2 separate regions of the Manis pentadactyla genome follow, and region 1 is linked to region 2. Evidence: chromatin contacts called from public Hi-C data. All regions are on one chromosome and are shown on one strand. The core of a region is the stretch at or near the end of the contact, and the rest is flanking DNA. Distances in the headings are between cores, read along the strand shown.

Evidence for each region. A called contact is a pair of places that touch in the nucleus more often than the background predicts.
Region 1: a contact with region 2 is called in a Hi-C map of skin fibroblasts, with 8 times the contacts expected there. The contact joins the promoter of LOC118934243 here to the promoter of CCDC80 in region 2. A contact is called at or near these places in 3 of 3 Hi-C or Micro-C datasets (blood, fibroblasts and skin fibroblasts).

Annotation. Positions count from the first base shown.
Region 1 is chr1:168,935,311-168,938,655 of mManPen7.hap1, reverse strand. It overlaps LOC118934243 (cell surface glycoprotein CD200 receptor 1-like), which reads left to right and starts at 1,637. Exons shown (of 6, transcript XM_057502606.1): 1 at 1,637-1,935. The coding sequence starts at 1,869.
Region 2 is chr1:168,769,252-168,772,572 of mManPen7.hap1, reverse strand. It overlaps CCDC80 (coiled-coil domain containing 80), which reads left to right and starts at 1,616. Exons shown (of 8, transcript XM_036929600.2): 1 at 1,616-2,636; 2 at 3,056-3,321. The coding sequence starts at 3,067.

The DNA of each region.
Region 1 (3,345 bases), core at 388-2,887, 170 kb before region 2:
TGATTTAGTTTTGGCTGTGTCATTGAATAGGCATTAAAGGATCCCCAAGAATTTTTCATGACATGAGAAAATGCTCATGTCAATATAATATTAAGTGGAAAAAACAAGTTACAGAGTTGATTAAGAAACTTGCCTGGTGTCACTGGACTAGTAATTGCTCAGAAGAGAAACCCATGGTCTTAACCACTATGTAACTTAAGCTGTATATGGTGGAAACCAGAAAGTTTTCTTTTAAATGATATTTCATCACTGATTTTCTGACTCCTGGTAAAATATTAGATAGCTTAATAAAAGAAGTTGCTTTTGTTATAATCCATGTTGTTACATAGCTCATATCTTCCCAGTAGTCTGTGACCTCAAGCACCTGATTTCACTCTCTTAATCAAATTGGTTCACTGGAAAGAACCCTTGAGAAAGGGGAAGGGGGAAAAAAATATATATGCAGTTTAACATTGGGCCAAGGAAAGATGGAACTGCTAACTTAAAAAAATGCATGTTAATCTTTTTCCTGTTTACAATGTTTCCTTCCCCTCCCTGGAGAGTTTTGCCTTGGGGTAAGAAGTTCTTAGCACAGAGAGGATTTCTTTCCTCCCAAACATAACCTATATGCATATAAAGTAGCCACATTAAAACAGGCAGAGTTTTTTTGGAAGTCTGGATTCTAGATGTGTGACAACTAAAGATGGGTATTTATTTGTAATTTGCCTAACTCTTCAAAGGTGAAAGTGAGTGGAAATAAATGCCAACTTGTGATAGAGTTATGGCCACCCAAGTTGTCCATGTCCTACCTCTGAAACTTGTAAATAGGTAACCGTAGAGTGGAAAAGGGACTTTGCAGATGTGATTAAATTATATAACTGTGATTAAGTTATACATTAAGTGTGGTCCAATATATTCACAAGGGTCTTTATGAGAGAGAGGTAGGAGGGTTAAAATAAGAGAAGGAGCTGTGACCACTGAGCAGAGGTGGGGATAATGCAGCCACAAGCCAAGGAATGTGAGTAACTTCTAGAAGCTGGAAAAGCCAACAAATGGATTCTCTCCATGTGTCTGGAAAGAACGCAGCCCTGCTGGCACTTGGTTTTAGCCTTCTAAGATCCATTCTGGACTTCTGACCTAAAGCACTGTAAGATAAATTTGTATTGTTTTAAGCCAATCAGTTTGTGACTTAAAGATAAATTTGTGTTGTTTTAAGCCACCCACTTTGTGGCTTAAAGATAAATTTGTGTTGTTTTAAGTCACTCAGTTTTAATAAATTGCAGTAACAATAAAAAAATACACTTAAGATGCTTCTGGAGTTGTAGACATTATAGACAGTAATTTCATAGAAAAATTTTCAAGGGAAAATATTTTATTCCAAAGTTTATTACTGAGGCTGTACACCTTTTCAACCTGGAGAAAGCTTCTTAAAGTTACCATGACTAGGTTATTTAAAGGGATGGGCTCAAATTAGATAAATACCCTGTTTTGCTTTTTAATTCATGTTTAGACAAATCCATTTATGTTGGGCATGTTCAATGCCTTACTGTAAAGTTTATCTGTGTACAGCAGAAGTGAGATGAGGACCAATGAGCTGAAAGATAACTCAATCAATCTGCTTCCTCTGTCTTTGCTTCAGTGCTTCAAACAGGAAATCTATTGCTGTGTCAAGTTCTAGAGACGAGTTTCTTCTGCTCCAAGTTGCTAATCAGGCTAAAACACATAGAGTTGAAGGAAGGGGATAGGAGGAAAGGAGTGTCCTACTGCTGATGGGCTAAGGAAGTCAGCACGGAGGAGTCAACTAGAGACAGCTCCACCATGTCTGCAGTGCCGGTTACACCTGCGTGCAGGGCAAGTACTGAGTGAAGGGCAGAAACCCGAAAACAGAAATGCCCTGTACCTGGGGAACTTCTGACCTATGGCTGTCAGGATTTTTGACTGTCTTCTTAGTGGCTGGTAAGTTTGACTTCTCTTTGGGAGAGTGACAGGAGAGTGACTAGTGAGAAACCTGATCTCAGCTTTTCCTAAGTGCTCTTTGCCTTTCTTAAGGAGCAATGCAAGATAATTGCAATCATAAATACGGGGGAGGGGAGTGTCTCCCATATTTATTTCCCCTTATTATCCTTATTTCCTTCTTCGTTTTATTTTACTTTGTATTCTAGTGCAGTATATGTATCTCTCTAATTTGCCTCTCCACCCACTTCCTTATTTCCCCCTCCTCCTTTTTTTGAGAGAGGAAGAATAAATTAAATAATTTCTAGTAGTAATCCAAGTCGTCTGGGTTCTCTTTATCTTCTTCTCTTTAACAGAATTTAAATAATAATCCCAACCTATTTAGGTCTGTATTGTTACCATCACAAATTAGGCAAGTCTCTTGCTTTCTATCACTCTCTGTGACTAGGTGCTTTTTAAATGGAATCTACTGAGTTTGGTAGTGCATCTGTGATGTACGTCTGTATTTCTCACCCAGACGAGTAGGCTGTAAAAGACACTTCCTGAATTAGAGGTACAGCCTTCTACATCTAGGCTCCTGTAGGAGTTGTAGAGGACTTGGGGCTCTTCTGGGGGTGTCCTGGTTTCACTAGAGGGTTGGTAGGGGTTGATGCGGGAGGGAGTTTTCAGGTTTCACTTTTAGTAGATGGAAGCAGCTGCAAGGAAACAGTGTAGTTGGTTTAAAATTTTATGATTTGATAATTGGGAGAAGAAGAGGTATTTTTTTCTTATATGGATGACTTTAAAATATTGCTTATCTTCCTGCATAAAATCTGTTTTCTACATGAGAATCTTACTGGCAAGCACACGTACAATAAACACATTATATTGCTGTAACTTTCTATGCAGAACTCTCACATACTTTCCCTGCTTAGATCTACACAGCAGCCCTGTGAAGTAGGCATGGAAGCCATGTCTCCATTTTACAAAGGTAGAAACTGAGGCTTAGAGAGGTGACATAATTTGTTCAGTACTACCAATACACGGTAGAGCCATACCCAGTCGTGTCTGTAAGCATCAAGTAGGCATTCAAGTACACAATTTTCCTGATTATTTAGCCACTGTGCATTTTACCAAAAAGCCCCGCTATTTATAAAACCTCTGAAAAGAGAGTGAAGCTGATGCTTGGTTATAACCTTAATGGACTGTTTACTCACTTGAAAAAAAATCAAGTGATCTGAATCTCCAGCAGTTGAGATCTGGTTGTAGAATATTTTACAGAAACCTGTATAGGACCCAACTTAACAGTGAAGCCAGTTAGGCAAAGGAGACATTTATCTCAATTGTACTATGACTTTTGAATAAAGGGGAAAAAAATCAAGATAATGACATAGTTAATACTTTTTACTTTTAATAGATTAAAGGGTTGAATTT
Region 2 (3,321 bases), core at 367-2,866:
ACCAATGCACAGGTGACAAATGTGCACATCATTGGGAATTTTGTGGAAGCCATGGGAAATTGAAGAAAGAGGGTAATAGACTTTAAGGACTTCCAAGAAAGGCAAAAAGTACTACAATTATTCCAGAAAGTAGGACTTTAAAAGTATAAGTGCTGTGGCTGATCAGATAAAAAAGACTTTTCTATGAATATGAAAAACATAAAAAGGAGCTGAAGGAAGAGAAAATAGAAGGTGGGGGAAGAAAATGAAAGGGGAGACAGATAACATAATGCTTTATAGACAATTCTAAACCTGGGTTCAAATTTCAGAGTTACCAATTACCATTTGTGTGACAGTAAGTGACTTCTTTAAGCTTACTAAACCTCAGTTCCTTTGTCTGTAAAATGGGGCTCATCCCACCTATCTCATAGTGATGCTGTGAGGATTAGAGAAAGGAATCTATAAATGTCCCAAGCCCAGAGCCTCACACAAAAATACCTACCAAGTGATAGCTGTTATTAGTAGAGAGAAGAAAAAAGAAAAGAAAAGGGGGAAGGAAGAAGGCCCAGTAAGGAACAGTGCAGAATACATGATGATGCGAAAAAAGAAGGAGCATTTAGGGTTGTTCAACTTAGCACAACGTATTTATTTGATCAACTTAATGGGCAAATCCTATGAAAGGGGAAGTCTTCTCTGACTCTGGTGGATGGAGGTCTCTGTCTGAAGCCCACATTTGGTGCTGGTGACTTAGAAGTGGCTGAGAGGGCTCCACAGGAGGACCTTCCCTCTTGGCACTCCCTAGTCTTCAAGCTGTGAGCTGAGCAACCCTACACTCAAGCCCCTACAGGCTTTCAGGTCAATGTTGGGAGCTTATGTGAAAGAAAGGCCAATGTGACCAGTCAGAGATGGGGTTGATCAAGCAGTAGCAACTGAGGACCCAGTTTCACCCAGCAAGGACAACCATCACCATGGCCTAGCTTGCCAGGAGCCTTCTGAGAACCCTGGCTTAGCACTGTCTCTGACAGTTAATACTGACTGAGTGCTCTTGGGGAGGCAGGAAGAAATATCTCTACAACCTGAGGCATCTTTCCTCTCCACCGAAAACTGAATCCCCAGGGCAGATCCAGTAGGTGGACACACACAGCTACCTCATTCTCTTCTTTGGAACCTGATATGGTTATTTCTAAGTATTGCCTAAAACCTCCAGATACCGGAAGTCCCTGGAGGGCAAAATACCACACTGCACACATATCCTCCCACAACAGCATGCTGTCCCAGGAGGCTTTTAGCCTACCACCTCTAGCTGGAAGCCGCAACTGGAGAGCACAATGCCCTTTCTCTGATGCAAAGGCTGACTGCAATCTCAGGGGCACAGCAGCCATTGCCCGCATTTCTAACCTTTTACCAGCTTTCTTCCATGCCAAGGAGAAAAACCAGGAACAAGAACACAGTAATATGATCCCCAATTAGCATAAAATGAAAACAACCCAGTCATGTTTTCCATGGGCTTTTCCAACCACAGACTAAATGCATGAAGCAGGGAGAAAGAGATAAAAATATACACATAGACCTATAAATATATATACTGTCTGTGTAAGCACAGACTGGCATCCTGGAGCAAAGGCAATCTGTCTCTAGGAAAACGATGAAGCCAGTGCAGACAATCTGAGAATTTTTCCTTTCCAAAGGGCAGTGTGTGTACAGATGGGAAGGCAGAGCATCCTGGTTGCTCAGTATGGAAGGGGTTAAATCCCCAGTCACTCTATTCTAAAGTGATTTATGATGATGTGTAGTGTTTCAAAACTTCCCCCCACCCCAAAGAACAGACCTCTCCTTCCCTACCTAGTCCACTCTCAATGTGCTGAAATGGGAAGGAGGCGGTGTTTTGCTGATCTGTTAAATTCTTAGTGAAGTTTCCTTGATTTCCAGTGGCTGCTGTTGTTTGAGTTTGGTTTGGATCAAAACTGAGGTTATCCTGGCATTTCTGGGACTGGATCCAGGCAAGAGGAAGAAGGAAAAGAAGGAGAAGGAAAAGAGGAGAGAAAAAGTGGTGAGAAATAAAGGGAGGAGAGAAGCATAGAGAAAGAAAAAAAAAGTCCTTTTTCAACATCACATTCCTGTGTTTTCCCTCAGCCTGGAAAACATATTAATTCCAGTGCTTTTACACTCTCGGAAACAAAGGGACTAAGCCAGTGTGGGGAAAAGGGTGATAAGAAGAATCCTGGAACTCTAAACAGAGAAAGAACAAGATTCAGAAATAACTGGGACTCTGCTTTGAGGGGCGTCCTGAGTCTGTCGGCACAGGGGACTGGCACACACAGATACACAAGACCGAGCTGCAACTACAGACAAATGGAGATGCAAAGACTTAAAAGGACAGCTCCTTTCACCTCATCCTACTTGTCAAGAAGGTAAAAAAAGACACAGCCAGAAGGAAAAAGAAGAAAGCGGCTCAGCCCTCAGGTCAGGACAGGCTGTGGGGCTGTGGCGCGACTCTGGGAGCTGGAACGGCAGCATAGCCCCTTTGTAGCACTCAGCCTCCCTCGCGAAGAAGAAAGAGGGTTGGGAGGAAAAGTATTTCATCTAGGAATCTGTCCTGGGACCAAACTTCAGACTGCTTTTTAAGCCCTCTGCATTCCATCTCCATGAGCCACAATGTAAGTGTGTAATCCTTTCTGTCTTTGGTGTGTTTGCTTTTTTGTTGCTTATTTGAAGAAATGAAATGGAAATGTTGTCATAATTAATATACTCAGTGTGCATTTTCTCTGGAGCATCAGAGAATCAATTGAAACAGTGCAAGCATGCTGAATGGAGGACGGAGTAGGGTTTCCAGCTTAATGTAACTGTCTCTGCTAAGCACTGACAAATTACAGGGGTTTAAAAGCAACAGGATCTCATCCTCTTTTCCATTCCCTGACCCTCCTCCTCCTTATTTAACCACCCCTTCCCCCACCCCTTGGCCAAGATAGAGAAAAGAAAATGCCCAGTTCTGTTTGCAATTAAATGATTTTCTTTCTTTTTTTCCATCCCCTAACCCCCACCCGCTCCTGTCTTTTGACCCTGCTGCCTCCCAAAGTGGATTGCACAATGACATGGAGAATGGGACCCAGTTTTGCCATGCTGTTGGCAGTGTGGCTTGTGTGTGGATCAGAACCCCACCCCCATGCCATGAATGGAGGGAACCCCCGAGGGCGGAAAGCCCCTCTGGTTTCTCCAGTCAACAGGAGGCCAGCTCGGTTTCTGAGGCACATGGGGAGGTCTCAGGGAACTGAGAGAACCACTCTGGAAGAACCAAACCTTCAGCCTCTCCACAGGAGGAGAAGCGTGCCGGTGCTGAGGGTG